2 separate regions of the Mus musculus genome follow, and region 2 is linked to region 1. The links are chromatin contacts, called in public Hi-C maps. All regions are on one chromosome and are shown on one strand. Each heading gives the region's core, a stretch centred on a gene start, on an enhancer-like site or on the middle of the called end of the contact. The rest is flanking DNA. Distances are from core to core; before and after follow the strand shown.

Region 1 (3,162 bases), core at 325-2,824:
TGTTCCTGAACTGTCCCTCCTAGTGAATATCTGTCCATTTAAGTCAGTGGTTCTCAACATCCCTAATGCTGCAACCCTTTAAAGTAGTCCCTCTTGTTGTGACTGACAACCATAAAATTAATTTGGTTACCACTCCATAACCATCTGTACGTTTGCTACTGTTATGAATCACAATGTAAATATCTGTTTCTGGTGGTCTTTGGGGGTCGTGCCCACAGGTTGAGAACCGCTGGTTTAAGTGATGCTGCCACACTAGGGGCTTGCTGTGTTAATGCCGCAGAAAGCCACTCCTTCATGTTGCAGCAGAAGATTCTTGGTGCAGAACAAGGAAGCTGCTGGGTATTGCATAGAGAGCCATGGCACAAGAGGCGGGGTGTCCATGGCCGTCGTGTTCTGTTGCTACCTTCTGGGAATTGGAAATTAACTCAGCTCCTGTCTGTGATGCTGTCACATGACCGGTGTGTGGGGGTTGGGTGGGGGTGGGGTGGCCTGGTTATACTCCTGAGCTGAGAGATGCTGGGCAGCATAGAGGCCAGATGCTGGTCATAGCAGTCGAGTGGCCCTACAGGAACCAGCTTTTCCAGGTAGGGACAGGGATCTGTTGCTGACACATGTGCATCCATAGTGTGAGACTGGGCTGGGTGCTGTGGATGCCGAGTGGGAAGGGTTCCTGGCTAGGAGTGTGAGCTGACCCTTGACGTGTGTGCTTGCTGCTTTCCTGATACCTGCTAGAGTATTTTGCTCAGTTTAGAGTCTCTATAAGTTTTACCTCTGCCCTTGGTTCTGGCAGAAGCCCATTGCTCTTCATTTCCACCTGTATTTCCATAGGAACATGACACTAGCCCTGGGAAGAGAGAGAGCATCTCACTTCCTCTCACGCTTACCTGAAGGTGTTGTGTGGCTTCAGAGGAAGGACCGCTTACGTGGGTCTGGGCAGGTGGAGATGAGAGAGGATCCTGTAGAGGAAGCCATGTTTATGCCAAGCCTTACAGCTTTCTGGTTGCTTGCTTTCCAAGCCAAGAACATGACACAGTTTGCAGAACAGCCAAAACTGGGAGGGGCCTGCCAATGGCTTGCTTCTGTCTTCCTGGGAGTCAGATTAGATAAGGAGCAGGCTATGACTTTTGAGCGGAAGTGTGTTGTCTGGGTCAGGGTGGGATGCCTATGAGAGTTTCTTTTTTCTTTTTCTTTTTTTTTTAAGATTTATTTATTTATTTATTTATTTATTTATTTATGTAAGTAAACTGTAGCTGTCTTCAGACACACCAGAAGAGGGTATCAGATCTCATTAAGAATGGTTGTAAGCCACTATGTGCTGGGATTTGAACTCAGGACCTCTGAAGAGCAGTCAGTGCTCTTAACCACTGAGCCATCTCTCCAGCCCCCCCCCCCCCCCCAGGAGAATTTCTTTGCCCAGCCTATGTTGTTGTTCAGCTGATGACTGGAAGAGCCCAAGTCCGTCTCTGTCCTCTTATGGAGAGTCACTTGCATAGACTAAGGACCACAGTCCCTCCTCCCTTCTCTGCAGAGGCTAAGCAGGCTATCCCTGGGCGCCTCTGGAAAGAGGAGTGACTGTTCAGGAAACCACGCCCTGTTGCACACCCTGATCGCAGCATGTCTGGCAGCCAGTTCTCACCGCAAGTGCAGCTTTGCGACCCGTTCTTTAGACAGGCAGAAGGTTCTGTGCCTTGATTTAGGAAAAGATGTACCAGAGCCACCAGCAGCGTTGTTGGGCTGCAGTCTGGGGGCCAGCTCTCTGTGAGTGTTCAGCTCTCTGTGAGTGTTCTGGCTGCAGTGTGGGGGCCAGCTCTCTGTGAGTGTTCTGGTGCCATTTGAAGGCTGGTTTATTCCTTAGTGCGTGGGAATTTCTAAAAAGAACTTAGGATCTGGAATGGAAGAGTGTTCAGTGGTCAAGAGTACTTTCTGCTCTTCCAGAGGACTGTGTTCAATTCCTAGCACCCACATGCTGGCTTACAACTGCCTGTAACTCCAAAGGGATCTGACATGTTTTGGCTGTTTTAGGCACCAAGAATGCACATGGTGTGCATATATGTGTAGGTAAAACACCCTTACATATAAATACAACAAACCAAGCGAATACACAAAGAACGCAGGCTCTGTGTTTGGGCAAGGGTTTGGTTGATTCTCACGCAGATGTCCTGTGCTCTCCAAAAGCAGGGCCTTCCTCAGCTTCCCTGACTGTAGGTTTAGGTCCCAGTGGGAGCAGCACCTCCTGACTGGTTAGCTGTTGGGGGTGGGGGATAGTAGGAGGCTGGATTAAAGCAGGATTAAAGAAGCATGCCTTGCAGGTGGGGTAAATAGCACATTCAAATGCCACATTTGTACCAGGGTCACTGTGGCTGGCTGTGTAAGGGGTCACTGTGGCAGGCACCTTCTGAAGGAAAGGGTTGAAATTCCCCGTGGGGAGATGGTAAGGGGAGGGCCATTCTTGTCAGATTCTCCCTCCCCTGTTTTCTCTGCTCCCCTTAGATTAACTATGTTCACACAGTTTCCCCAGCCGTGTCTCCTCCCCTTTTCCTCCAGGTTTTGTGGTGGTTGTAGGGTGGGTTTGAGAGGCCAGCCTGAAACTCAGAGCCCTCCTCCCTCTGGACTTCCCAAGTGTTGGGGTCTTAGGCTTGAGGTGCTGTGCTCAACTCCCCTGAGTTTCGAAAATGAAGGAAGCGGGGCTGGAGACAGCTGGAGGGTTGGGGTCTTCACCCTGCATGGGAGGAGAGGCATAGGAACCCAAACGATCTGCAGGTGAATTGTTCTTTCTTTCTCAGCTCTGGCTCCTACAGACTGCATCCTCCCAACCCTCCTCCCCCACCCCTGTTCCCTTGCTATTGTAACACTAAGTTGAAGCTCTTGATGAATGTATGTGGAGAGAAGGCACCGTGAATCTGTGAGTTGGGCTGTTCTGAGTTGAAGGCTCCTAGGAAGATCCACCTTGCCTGTGACTTCAGCCACCCCTGTTTAGCTAAAGGAAGGTGGTGTAGAGAACAGAGAACCAGCAAGGGTCCCAGACTCCAGACAGGTCTATCCGCTCCCCTGGAAGTGTATCTGATGTTGCCCAGCTCCTTTCTTAGAAGCCAGCCTTGACAGGATTGCTTGGTGGGTCAGCAGCCTTCAGACTGATGAAGAACTCACCGGAGAGAGTGTTAG
Region 2 (3,162 bases), core at 483-2,982, 130 kb after region 1:
ATATCTGTAGTTGGTCCGGAGCCGGATGCTCTAAGGTGTGATCATGGATGCTTAGGATGTTGAGCCGGATGGCAAGGCACACAGTTACAAGCCCTCCAGGACTCCAAGGATAAAGGAATGGTGACAGTACCAATCGGGTGGGGCGAGGTTAGTGACACAAAGAGGGCCAGCTTGGCTAAAGGATGCCAGCTGGAAAAAGAAACATATGATTTTATTTATCTAAAGCCTGGCGATGGGCAGGGAGAGGAAGGAGGGCTAGCCTGGGAGGGAGGTTCCTAGGCGAATACCGACTAGGGGTGGAGTCTTGTGTGGATGGGCGGAGATTAGGGGGTGGAGTCTTGTGGATGGGCGGAGTCATCCTGGCAATGAGATGGGCAGAAAAAGGGTGCTGACCACAGTCTAGCCCCAGCGGAGGTGAAAACGCCCTGAGTTTTGCTTTAAAACAATGTATTGGGACATCTGGATGGCTCAGTAGGTCAAAGCACTTGCCACCAAGCCAAATAACATGAGCTGGGTCTCTGGAACCCACACGGTGGAAGGAGAGAGCCGACTTCTGAACTTTCCGCCCAGACCTCCACATGTGAACTGTTGTGCTCACACGCATACACACACATACCCCTGCTAAATAACTAAAAATGTAATAAAAGTTTTCTGAGGTGATTACACGCTGAGATTCTAGGTGGGTGTGACTTAAAAATAAAAGTAGAGCTTTGTTTATTGCACAAAGCAATAAGATTATAGAGTGGGCGGAGGCAGGAAGCGTGGCACTGAGGAGGCCCCAGGTTCATTCTCTTCCCAGAGGAACCTGAAATCTCTCATCCACTTTTTCCTTCTTGTGAGAAAGCTATTTTATGCATATGGCCTCACTCATGTCTGCATACCATACGTATATGCGTATGCAGTACCCGTAGTGGCCAGAAGAGGGCAACAGATCCTTTGGAATTGGAGTTACAGGCAGCTGTAAGCTACCGAATGGGTGCTGGGTCAGAGTTCAGGTCCCCCCTGCAAGAGCAGCAAGGTCTCTTAACCTCGGATCCATCTTTCCATTTCTGCTTTTGTTTTACTTTTGGGGAACAGGGTATCCTGTATCCCTGGTCATCCTCGGAACTCTCTATGTGACCAAGGTTAACCTTGAACTTGCGATCCTCCTGTTTCTACCTTTTGAGTGCTGGGATTACAAGTGTGTACCACCACCACTCTTGCCTTCCTATCTTTACCTGAGAGCTCTTCAGGAACAGGGGAAGCTAACCTCACTTTCCCTGCGACTTAGCCTGCGACACTAGAAAGCCAGGCTGGAGCATAGGGCACTTGGGTCATGCTCTTTATTGCTATCAACTTCTAACTGCTGTACAGGCAACTTGGGGAGAAAGGATCCAGAGGAACACAGACTGAGTTGGGGTTGGTGCCCAGGCGGCAGCACGCCCACACTCTTAGCCGCCTTGCGGTAGAAGCAGGCATCATTACCGGAGATAACGATCACTCAACGGCCAGGGTGCATTTCCCATTAACCCGAGACCTCACACCCCACTGCCCTGCTCCGGAGTCTGACCCTCACACCCCATCCCACGGTGCGTACCTCAGACTATGCTATGCCAATGCTTGTCCGCCTAACTCACCGCACACCCTCCCCCGCCTCACCTTAATTTTCTCATTTAGTGATATTTAAGGGCTGGCTTTTCATTGGGCATCACAATCTATAAGCCGTGAAGTAAAGGCCTGTCAAGGGGCCATGGAGGAAGGGAGCAATTGCTCCCTTTACCATATGTAGGGCCAAACGGTTTGTAGCCCCTCATTACAGTCCTGCCGACTGCATAGAGAAGTAGAGCATTTTTGTTTTGTTTTGTTTTGTTTTTCGAGATAGTGTTTCTAGAACATTTTGGTAAGCCGTTTGCTTTATATCTTCTAAGCCCCTCTCTGTCTCTGTGGGTTCTCAACCTTCCTAATGCTGAGACCCTTTAATATGGCTCTTCGTGTTGTGGTGAACCCCACCCCCCCACACACACCATAAAATTATTTCATTGCTACTTTGTAACTGTAACTTTGCTACTGTTATGAATCATGATGTAGGGCTGGCGAGATGGCTCAGCAGATAGGAGCACTGACTGCTCTTCTGAAGGTCCTGAGTTCAAATCCCAGCAACCACATGGTGGCTCACAACCATCTGTAATGAGATCTGATGCCCTCTTCTGGCGCGTTTGAAGACAGCTACAGTATACTTAGATATAATAAATAAATCTTTGGGCTGGAGCGAGCAGGGATTGAGTGAGTAGAGTTGACCTGAGTAAGCAGAAGGTCCTAAAATTCAATTCCTAGCAACCACATGAAGGCTCACATCCATCTGTACAGCTACAGTGTACTCATATACATAAAATAAATAAATAAAGCTTTTAAAAAATGAATTGTGATGTAAAATCTGATAGGTAGACTAGCTGATACGCTACCCTACAGCCCATAGGTTGAGAACCACTGCTTTGTTGGGAAAACAGTAACCCCTCACGAGGATGTCTGGGAGGCCATTGACTGCTTTCTGAGCAGCTTCTGTCCCTAGACATAATACAGGTCAGGAAGCCAGGGGGCTTCTGGTGGCAGTCCCAGCTGATCCAGGGGTGGGGAAAGTCCCCAGCTTCCTCCTGGGACCTCTGCTCTCTGGTTCATCCAAGTACTGCATGTCTCTGAGCCCTTGTGTGGGACACTCTTTGAACTCAGGGTGGTGGGGCACATTTACAGCCAGATCCTGTGTAAGCCTGTGATCGCTACGTTTAGAAGCTACCCCATGAGGACTGAGTTTGAAGCTAACCTGGGCATTAAGTAAAGATGTGATGCTTCAGAAATAAGTTAGTCACTTCCTCGAGAGCACAGCTACAGACTCAGAGGGTGACCTGGCCTGGCCCCTATCCAGCAAGGCTGTCAATATCAGGAGGCCCCATGCTTTGTGGAACAGGAGTTTCTGCAGGAGGAGGAGGAGGAGGAGGAGGAGGAGGAGGGGTATGGACTGGCCTGGCCTGTTGCCTGGGCCAGCGGGTTTCTGGCTCTTTGGATCTTGGGCTGCTCTGCTTGTTTGCCCCTCCAAGAGAACCCCCGCTCCCTCTCTCACCACACCCCACTCCTTTCCCATCTTCACCTGGAAGTTAGGGAAGAGTGGGTGCCATTTCTCTTGATGTG

Evidence for each region. A called contact is a pair of places that touch in the nucleus more often than the background predicts.
Region 2: a contact with region 1 is called in a Hi-C map of the G1E-ER4 cell line, with 2.0 times the contacts expected there. The contact joins two enhancer-like sites. A contact is called at or near these places in 15 of 484 Hi-C or Micro-C datasets (ECoMG-derived neutrophils, the G1E-ER4 cell line, the N1E-115 cell line and 8 more), 3 of 115 datasets of contacts at active chromatin or transcription factors (astrocytes, bone marrow-derived dendritic cells and embryonic stem cells) and 3 of 9 other capture datasets (adipose tissue, liver and pancreatic islet).

Annotation. Positions count from the first base shown.
Region 1 is chr17:29,636,522-29,639,683 of GRCm38.p6, forward strand. The region is part of intron 7 of Rnf8 (ring finger protein 8); the gene reads left to right. All of the region lies in intron 7 of Gm28043 (predicted gene, 28043), which reads left to right. Among named protein-coding and RNA genes, the nearest start is that of Gm20161, 20 kb to the right of the region's middle. Within about 2 kb of position 1,575, at least 30 of the 459 cell types and tissues checked have an H3K27ac peak or open chromatin away from gene starts, as enhancers often do. A contact at or near this core is called in the G1E-ER4 cell line, where this site is marked.
Region 2 is chr17:29,761,824-29,764,985 of GRCm38.p6, forward strand. No RefSeq gene overlaps it. Among named protein-coding and RNA genes, the nearest start is that of Ccdc167, 46 kb to the left of the region's middle. Within about 2 kb of position 1,733, at least 3 of the 459 cell types and tissues checked have an H3K27ac peak or open chromatin away from gene starts, as enhancers often do. A contact at or near this core is called in the G1E-ER4 cell line, where this site is marked.